Linked DNA regions of Arabidopsis thaliana: region 1 is linked to region 2. Evidence: chromatin contacts called from public capture Hi-C data. All regions are on one chromosome and are shown on one strand. The core of a region is the stretch at or near the end of the contact, and the rest is flanking DNA. Distances in the headings are between cores, read along the strand shown. Region 1 holds the start of AT5G24760 (GroES-like zinc-binding dehydrogenase family protein). Region 2 holds the start of DMR6 (2-oxoglutarate (2OG) and Fe(II)-dependent oxygenase superfamily protein).

Evidence for each region. Capture Hi-C pulls out chosen DNA fragments and counts their contacts.
Region 1: a contact with region 2 is called in a capture Hi-C map of seedling, with 1.8 times the contacts expected there. The contact joins the promoter of AT5G24760 here to the promoter of DMR6 in region 2. A contact is called at or near these places in 2 of 26 Hi-C or Micro-C datasets (callus and root) and 1 of 3 other capture datasets (seedling).

The regions. Positions count from the first base shown.
Region 1 is chr5:8,495,284-8,498,842 of TAIR10.1, forward strand. It overlaps AT5G24760 (GroES-like zinc-binding dehydrogenase family protein), which reads right to left and starts at 2,295. Exons shown (of 10, transcript NM_122385.5): 1 at 1,911-2,295; 2 at 1,706-1,842; 3 at 1,583-1,620; 4 at 889-1,211; 5 at 722-804; 6 at 572-647; 7 at 444-505; 8 at 218-313; 9 at 1-114. The coding sequence starts at 1,962.
Region 2 is chr5:8,376,275-8,380,015 of TAIR10.1, forward strand. DMR6 (2-oxoglutarate (2OG) and Fe(II)-dependent oxygenase superfamily protein) reads left to right here and starts at 2,485. Exons shown (of 4, transcript NM_122361.4): 1 at 2,485-2,887; 2 at 3,156-3,403. The coding sequence starts at 2,690.

The DNA.
Region 1 (3,559 bases), core at 1,045-3,544, 120 kb after region 2:
CCAACCACCAAAAAGAGTCCCTTTTAAAGATTTCCCAGAAAGGAAAAGTCCGTAATGAGCTGAAACTTCAGGCTTAGCTTTCGGTACACCTAGAGTAACCGTCATTCCCCATCCCTGAGATATCCACATTGAAAAAGTTTTTAAAAGGCATTTCTATACAATACAGTGAAGCAAAATGCAAACAAGTTGAGAGAGCAAATAGAACATAAAATCTTACATCCGAGCACGATTGTAAAGCAGTTGTAGCTATTCCTGTATCACCAACACATTCAAATGAGAAATCTGCACCTCCTCCTGTCATTCTTTTGATCACCTAAAATCCCAATGGTTCAAACTTTTACACCAGCAATTACTACAATGTAACCAACATGGGAACACCATTTTATCGAAAACACCGGCTTTTGTTATCCTATTATAAGTACATAGGAAGATACTGTAATTACCTGGGGTATAGGTTCAGAGAGGTCATTTGAATTGATGAAATCCGTGACACCAAATGTCTTTGCTGTAACAAATAAGAAACACTCAAAACCAGTCCAGAACCGCATTATATCTTACTGCCATGATATACCTTGTTCAGCCTTAGCGGGATTTATATCAACCCCAAGTATTTGAGCTGCTCCTCTAAGTTTGGCACCTTGAGCAACCTACTCATAGGAGATTAATCCCACATCAGACTCCATTAAAACAGAATCATCAAAACTTCTGTATCTATACTTACAGAAAGACCGACAGTTCCAAGACCAAATATCACAACACTTGAACCTTTTTGTACATCAGCAACATTCCATGCTGCACCAAGACCTAAATTTACACCCAAGATTCTCAGTACTGACTATAGATAATTGTTGGCATTTCATCACTTTAAAAACATTATTTTTTAACTACCTGCAGCTACTCCACAGCTTAGAAGACAAATTTTATGCAGAGGTGCCAGTGGATCGACTTTGACAGCACAGCCAGAGTGAACCACAGTGTACTCGCTGAAACTTGAAACCGCGCAGTAATGGTAAACAGGTTTGCCTTTGATGGAGAAGCGTGTCTTCTGATCACTATGCATCAAACCTTTCCTCTCCATTCCAAGAACCTGACACATGTTACTTTTCCCAGATATGCAATGCCGACATGACCCACATTCTCCAGTGAATACAGCAAGCACATGATCTCCTTTTTCAAACTCAGTTACACCTTCTCCAATGCTCTCCACTATACTGCAGAAACATACATGGACACAATGATAGGATTCAAACCAGTAAACTCTTTCTTTCACTCAATTCACAAAGAAGTAGACCATAGAAGACACTTGAATAATGAGCAAAGTCTCTAACTCTCGACCAATGCCTAAACCAAGACCCTAGACAAATCCAGAATGCAACGCATTCTCCTCGCTCTTCTTTAAACCTTCACCTCTCAACTAACCCACGAAAGGTCTGCTCTTGAGCTGGCAAATCTAGTTATAATAGTCCTATACCAAAGACTGCAACAATGGTGCTACATCACACTAAGAATGACAACAGAACACTCAATTTCACACCACATTCTACATAATCTAGAAATGAGGTTATGAACAGAAGTAACTTACCCTGCAGCTTCATGGCCAAATATTCGAGGCAAAAGAGACTGTACCATAAATGGAGACTTCATCAGAGACACTTATAAAGCCAAATACATGAACAGGTTATAGTAAAGAAGAGAAACTGCAAACCTGAGATTCCCAAGCAGAGAGATCACTACGACAGAGAGATGTACATACAACTTTAATTCTGATCTCAAGTGGTTGAGGTGGACTCACTTCAACTTCCTCCATAACCAATGGCTCACCAGCACGCCATGCCACCGCCGCTACAGAATTTCTCAATCAAAAACCCTAATCTTTCATCAACAAATACAAAAAAAACCTTTTTTTATACCGTTGCAGGTTATGACTTGAGGTTGTTCAAAGGAGGAAGAAGAAGCCGACATTGTTCTCCCAAATTTTCTTACTTCAAGCACAAAACGAAGAGACCTTGAAGAAGAAGAAGACGAAAACGAAAAAACGGAGCTTCATCACCTAACACCGACCCTGAAGAAGAAGAGGAAGAAACAGAGGTTCTTCACCTAACACCGAATCACCACCAACCACCATTGAGCTTAAGTGATTCAACAAAGTTAAAAAAATGCTGACTTTACAGCTTTAGAGGTCCCACGTTCGATGAAAGTTATTCCCGCCACCAACCCTTTTCGTCAACTAATCCGAAACTTCATCCTAAGTCTTGCAATGGATTCAATTATTCAAATCTAATTTTAGTTTCTTCTGCGTTCGACATTCTTATGGAATTACATGAAACCAAAGAAACCAAAAAAAAAACTTTTTTGTGAAAGAAACGAGGACATGAGATGAGAATAATATTATTGGGCTTTTTATAGTGGGCTCTATTGGGCTTATCTTACTCCATTATATTCATGATACGATTAAATTGAAAAATGAGGAAATTATTTTTCAAATGGTACATCATTTTGAGAAAAGATGAGTTTGATGAATAGTATTCCCTCACATACATTAACATTATGATGTAGTACTATTCATAATTTTACTTTTTTTCCAGGAAGTGAAATACTGGAGAAAAAAGTTCCTCTTTTTATAATATTTTCTCTTAAAATAAAGGACCAAAAGAGATGGTTCATTGGATTTGAACGTTTTAATTGTTCTAAAACACTTGGAGAGTCTTCTTGGCTTCATGATCTTGGTGCAGCAAGAGATTAGAGTTTGATTTGTTTCAAGTTTTTTTCTGGTCTGGTTTTCTATGTCCTTTCTAATTTTATGTACCCTTTTGAACTTTCAGTTTTTAATAAAATTCATAATCGATAAAAAAAAAAATCTTGATCGATGACAAAAGAAAAGGAGATTGTTTATTGGTTTTAATTGTTTTTTTTGTTAAAGTTTTATTGGTTTTAATTGTTATCTTCCAAACCACAAACTTTATAATTTCCTAGCTACAAATTGTAATGTATCGTTGTTAAATTGTTTACATGAATTGTCGTGAGTCGTGACCATGATTTGAGTAATTGGTGCATTGGTACATAGTCGGGTGATAATGATATGATCATGAAACTCATGAAAAAAATACTCACTTTCATTACGCAGAAAATGGACAACGATCAATAGATATAGAGAGACACATGCAACATAGAATATGACCGAGGCTTGTCCCCATGCAATATATATATATATATTCACACCTAACACTCGTGGAGAGGCACGTGTATATTTGTTCATGTGTAGGTTCAACGTATCTGGCCACCATAATTGGTCCTGATTAATAGATTAATAATAACAAAAATAAAATATCACTCTCTTTTTTTTTTTTTTTTTTTTTTTTTTTTTGCAAAATGGTCTTGTATGTTTTAACTAGTTTGTGAATCATTTTTTTTGCTAAAATTCAAGTATAGTCGAATATTAAATAAACGCCTATAAAAAGATGCTAGCCCATGGAAACTCCGAACCTCTGTAAGTATGCACGGGATCATGTCAAATTGGAACCCTATAAGGCCAAAAAGTCACATTAGATTTCAACTAGTA
Region 2 (3,741 bases), core at 1,235-3,734:
GTTTAAATTAAAAGTAAGAGTTTATTCTTAGAGGTAAATGCAAGTATTGTCCGAAAAAACAAATCTAATTCAAGTAGTGTCCGAAAAAAAATTCTAACTAGTTTGATAGTTAAAATTTTGATTTAAAAAAGGAAAAAAATCAAACAAGATATTAATTAGAAGTGTGAGACACGGCACAAGAGTCACATGAGTGTACGTACTTATCAAGATTGACTCTGTCTGAGTCTGAAGTCCCAAACCATGATGGCACCACTTCCACATACGATCGTGCCCCGTATTTTGGATAGAATACGGACAGTGGTTTTCGTTTGGACACGTGTCCTGCTTTATCTCTTCGTCGCCCCAAAAAATACCACAATGTCTTATCTCAACCACACGTGTTCTGCTTATCCCAACCTCACAATTTGTACCAAAATACACACTTTGCATGGAAGATTTTCTAATTATACAACTCACATTATTCGAATTTAAATTTCGATTTTTTAGTTTCAAGAAAATCATTCTTTGATGGGTACTTGTCTTATTTAACAGGTTGTATACTTGTATTCATTGTTCTGCCAAATGAAAATAAAAATGAAAATGATGTTCATTGTTTAATAAAAGTACTAAGATAACAATCACGACAAATTTCTGTCTAGTTCATTAAATATTTAATCAAACTCTAAACGATTTTCAAACAATTTTTATAATTCAAAAAATAAGTTACATATCTTTGTTTAACATAATATAATAAAAATAACATGAATAAATTATTTTAACATAAAAAATTCAGTTTTTCAAAAATAAGTTTAGAAGTTTACGTTCTAAAATAAGGTAAAATATGAATGCTGTTTTAAGACGCAATCTAGATAATTTTTTTTAATAAAAACCGAGATACATTTAAATCTATCTAAATAACTTATAACTACCTAATTGTTACATAATCTACCAATTTAACTCTATGTAAAATAAAACTGATTTTAGTAACATTTAAGCAGTACGAGAATGCTAGCGCCTAATTAAACGATCTTCTAATCCACTTTCTTGAATATTTGTTTTAACTAAATCTAAACAAAAATATAGTTATATAACCACAAATATTAATGAAATTTAAACTTATAGTAACTGAAATACCCAAAACTAAAAAAAAAAACCAAAATTATAATAATTATAAATAAGAAGATATTAGTTTATGTTTACAATCGAAATAATCAAATAAATGATTGTCTTTATTTAGGACTACGATCAAGAACCGAATGGGCTTTTCCAAACCAAACCGAGATTTGAATTTTATGGTGCGGATTCGGTTAACTGGAGAATAGCTATCAACAACAATTTAAAATAGATTTAGCTAGATCGGTTTGGTTCGGTTCGTTTTGTATTCTCTGTCACTCCTCACAATCGCTTATATTTTATATTGTATGTTTAAAAGTCAACATCGAAATATTGTACGTTAGTATGTCACTTATGATAATGTTTATTCGTAAACACAATTTGAAAAGGTCAAAGAAAGAGGAAAGATAGTTAATCAAGCCCTTGTTGTCAAAAATAATTATTTTATTTACTGTCATCGTAATGTTTATCAATGCAGTTATTAATCTCATTTTTTTCTCTTCCGAAGTCGACGAACAATAAAAAAAACCAATCTCATTCGAAGTACTTATTACTGATATGATGCTGAGCTGACACAGTCGTAAGCCTTGGACAACAATCATTCATGACGTCACTGCTGTGACGCTAGAATGATGACATTATATCAATGTTTTTTTGTCTGAATTTTGTTATGGTAAAAATAATGAAAATGTAGAGCTTGAGTATTTTGATTTTCGTTTTATTGTAAACTAGCTGAATCTGAATCTTGAGCAGTTAATTAATTTCGTAATTTATTAATTCTATTCTGACTTTTTAAAATATAATATATATTAACTTTGGTAGATGCTTAAGGTAATTCTTTTTTAATAAATAAGATGGTTAGAGTATCTTAAAGTTAGCTTATAAGAAAATCGGAAAAATTACTTTTGGTGGGTTAATTGTTTCTGTTTGAAGTAATGTGTGTAGATTTTTCTTATGAATTTAGATTAAAAACTATTTGTTTTTCAGATGTTTTAAGAAAAAAATTGTCATTCATAGCTTGTCCATTCTTACATACCTTAATAAGAAAAATTATAAAGTTTTGTGGATTCACGGAAGCTAATCTAGGTTATGTATTTGCCCAAAAAATAATCTAGGTTTTGTTATGGAATTAAGAAGGAAAAAAAAATTGAGATAAATAGTATATAAAAACAATTTAAACTAAGTATTATTAGCTTAATTGATAAAGATTTTAGGTGAAACTTAAAAATAGTTGGTTAAAGAGATTACAAACATTAACCAAATTAACCAAGAACCTCCTAGTATTTAAAAAAAACACTTAAAAATATCCAAACATTTAATTTTTTAATCATAAATCTTATAAAACCCACAGCTGTCCTTTCGAAAATCCACTATATTCGGTGGATTAAGAATTAAAAATCATTCGAATAATATGCATACTTATATAACAAAAACAATTCACTTGAAAACATAATCAATTGAGAGTAGGACCGAGTAACACTGCATTGTTTTATATATATCATCGATGCACATCGCATACATAATATACTCAAAGTCGAGCCTTCCTTCCTTTATCTCTTATACCCTTTTTGATTCTTCTTCAATTTTCTGACATCAAATGGCGGCAAAGCTGATATCCACCGGTTTCCGTCATACTACTTTGCCGGAAAACTATGTCCGGCCAATCTCCGACCGTCCACGTCTCTCTGAAGTCTCTCAACTCGAAGATTTCCCTCTCATCGATCTCTCTTCCACTGATCGATCTTTTCTCATCCAACAAATCCACCAAGCTTGTGCCCGATTCGGATTTTTTCAGGTACCTAATTATAATTATATATACGTTTAGATCACGCATGAGCTTTTTGCTTCTATTAAAAAGATATGTGTGTTTTCTTTTGTTGTATTTGGTTAAAAAGTGGTACATAATTAGCATGAACCTTCTCTAATCAAATAGATTATATATAAAATTCTACAAAAAAAACAACAACTTTATGATGGTTGACTAGTTCTATGCTGACTATTATCATTCGGAACTTATATACAAAGTGGTTAATTTTTTTTATTTTCGTGGTTAATCATTCGAGGTCATAAATCACGGAGTTAACAAACAAATAATAGATGAGATGGTGAGTGTTGCGCGTGAGTTCTTTAGCATGTCTATGGAAGAAAAAATGAAGCTATATTCAGACGATCCAACGAAGACAACAAGATTATCGACGAGCTTCAATGTGAAGAAAGAAGAAGTCAACAATTGGAGAGACTATCTAAGACTCCATTGTTATCCTATCCACAAGTATGTCAATGAGTGGCCGTCAAACCCTCCTTCTTTCAAGTAAGCACTTAAACTTACCTCTAATTTTCTTTTGATAAATTCTAATTTTACTTTACATTTTCTTTCTCTAATACTTTCTAGTAACTATTCTATTGATTTTATAACGTTCCATAGTGAATAAAAACATATACTTGCATGTGCTTAAATAGGTAAAACGATCTATCAGGTTTATGGCATATCTCACGTCTTTAATATAATTGTTGATTTTTGATGTGTCAGAATTGCCAAAAATAGGATATTATTAGCTATTTGTAGACTATCTTTACCGGAATAGATTTAGATTCTATTGTAAACCCATGTATATATATAATCATATTATACCCTAAATTATTAATAAT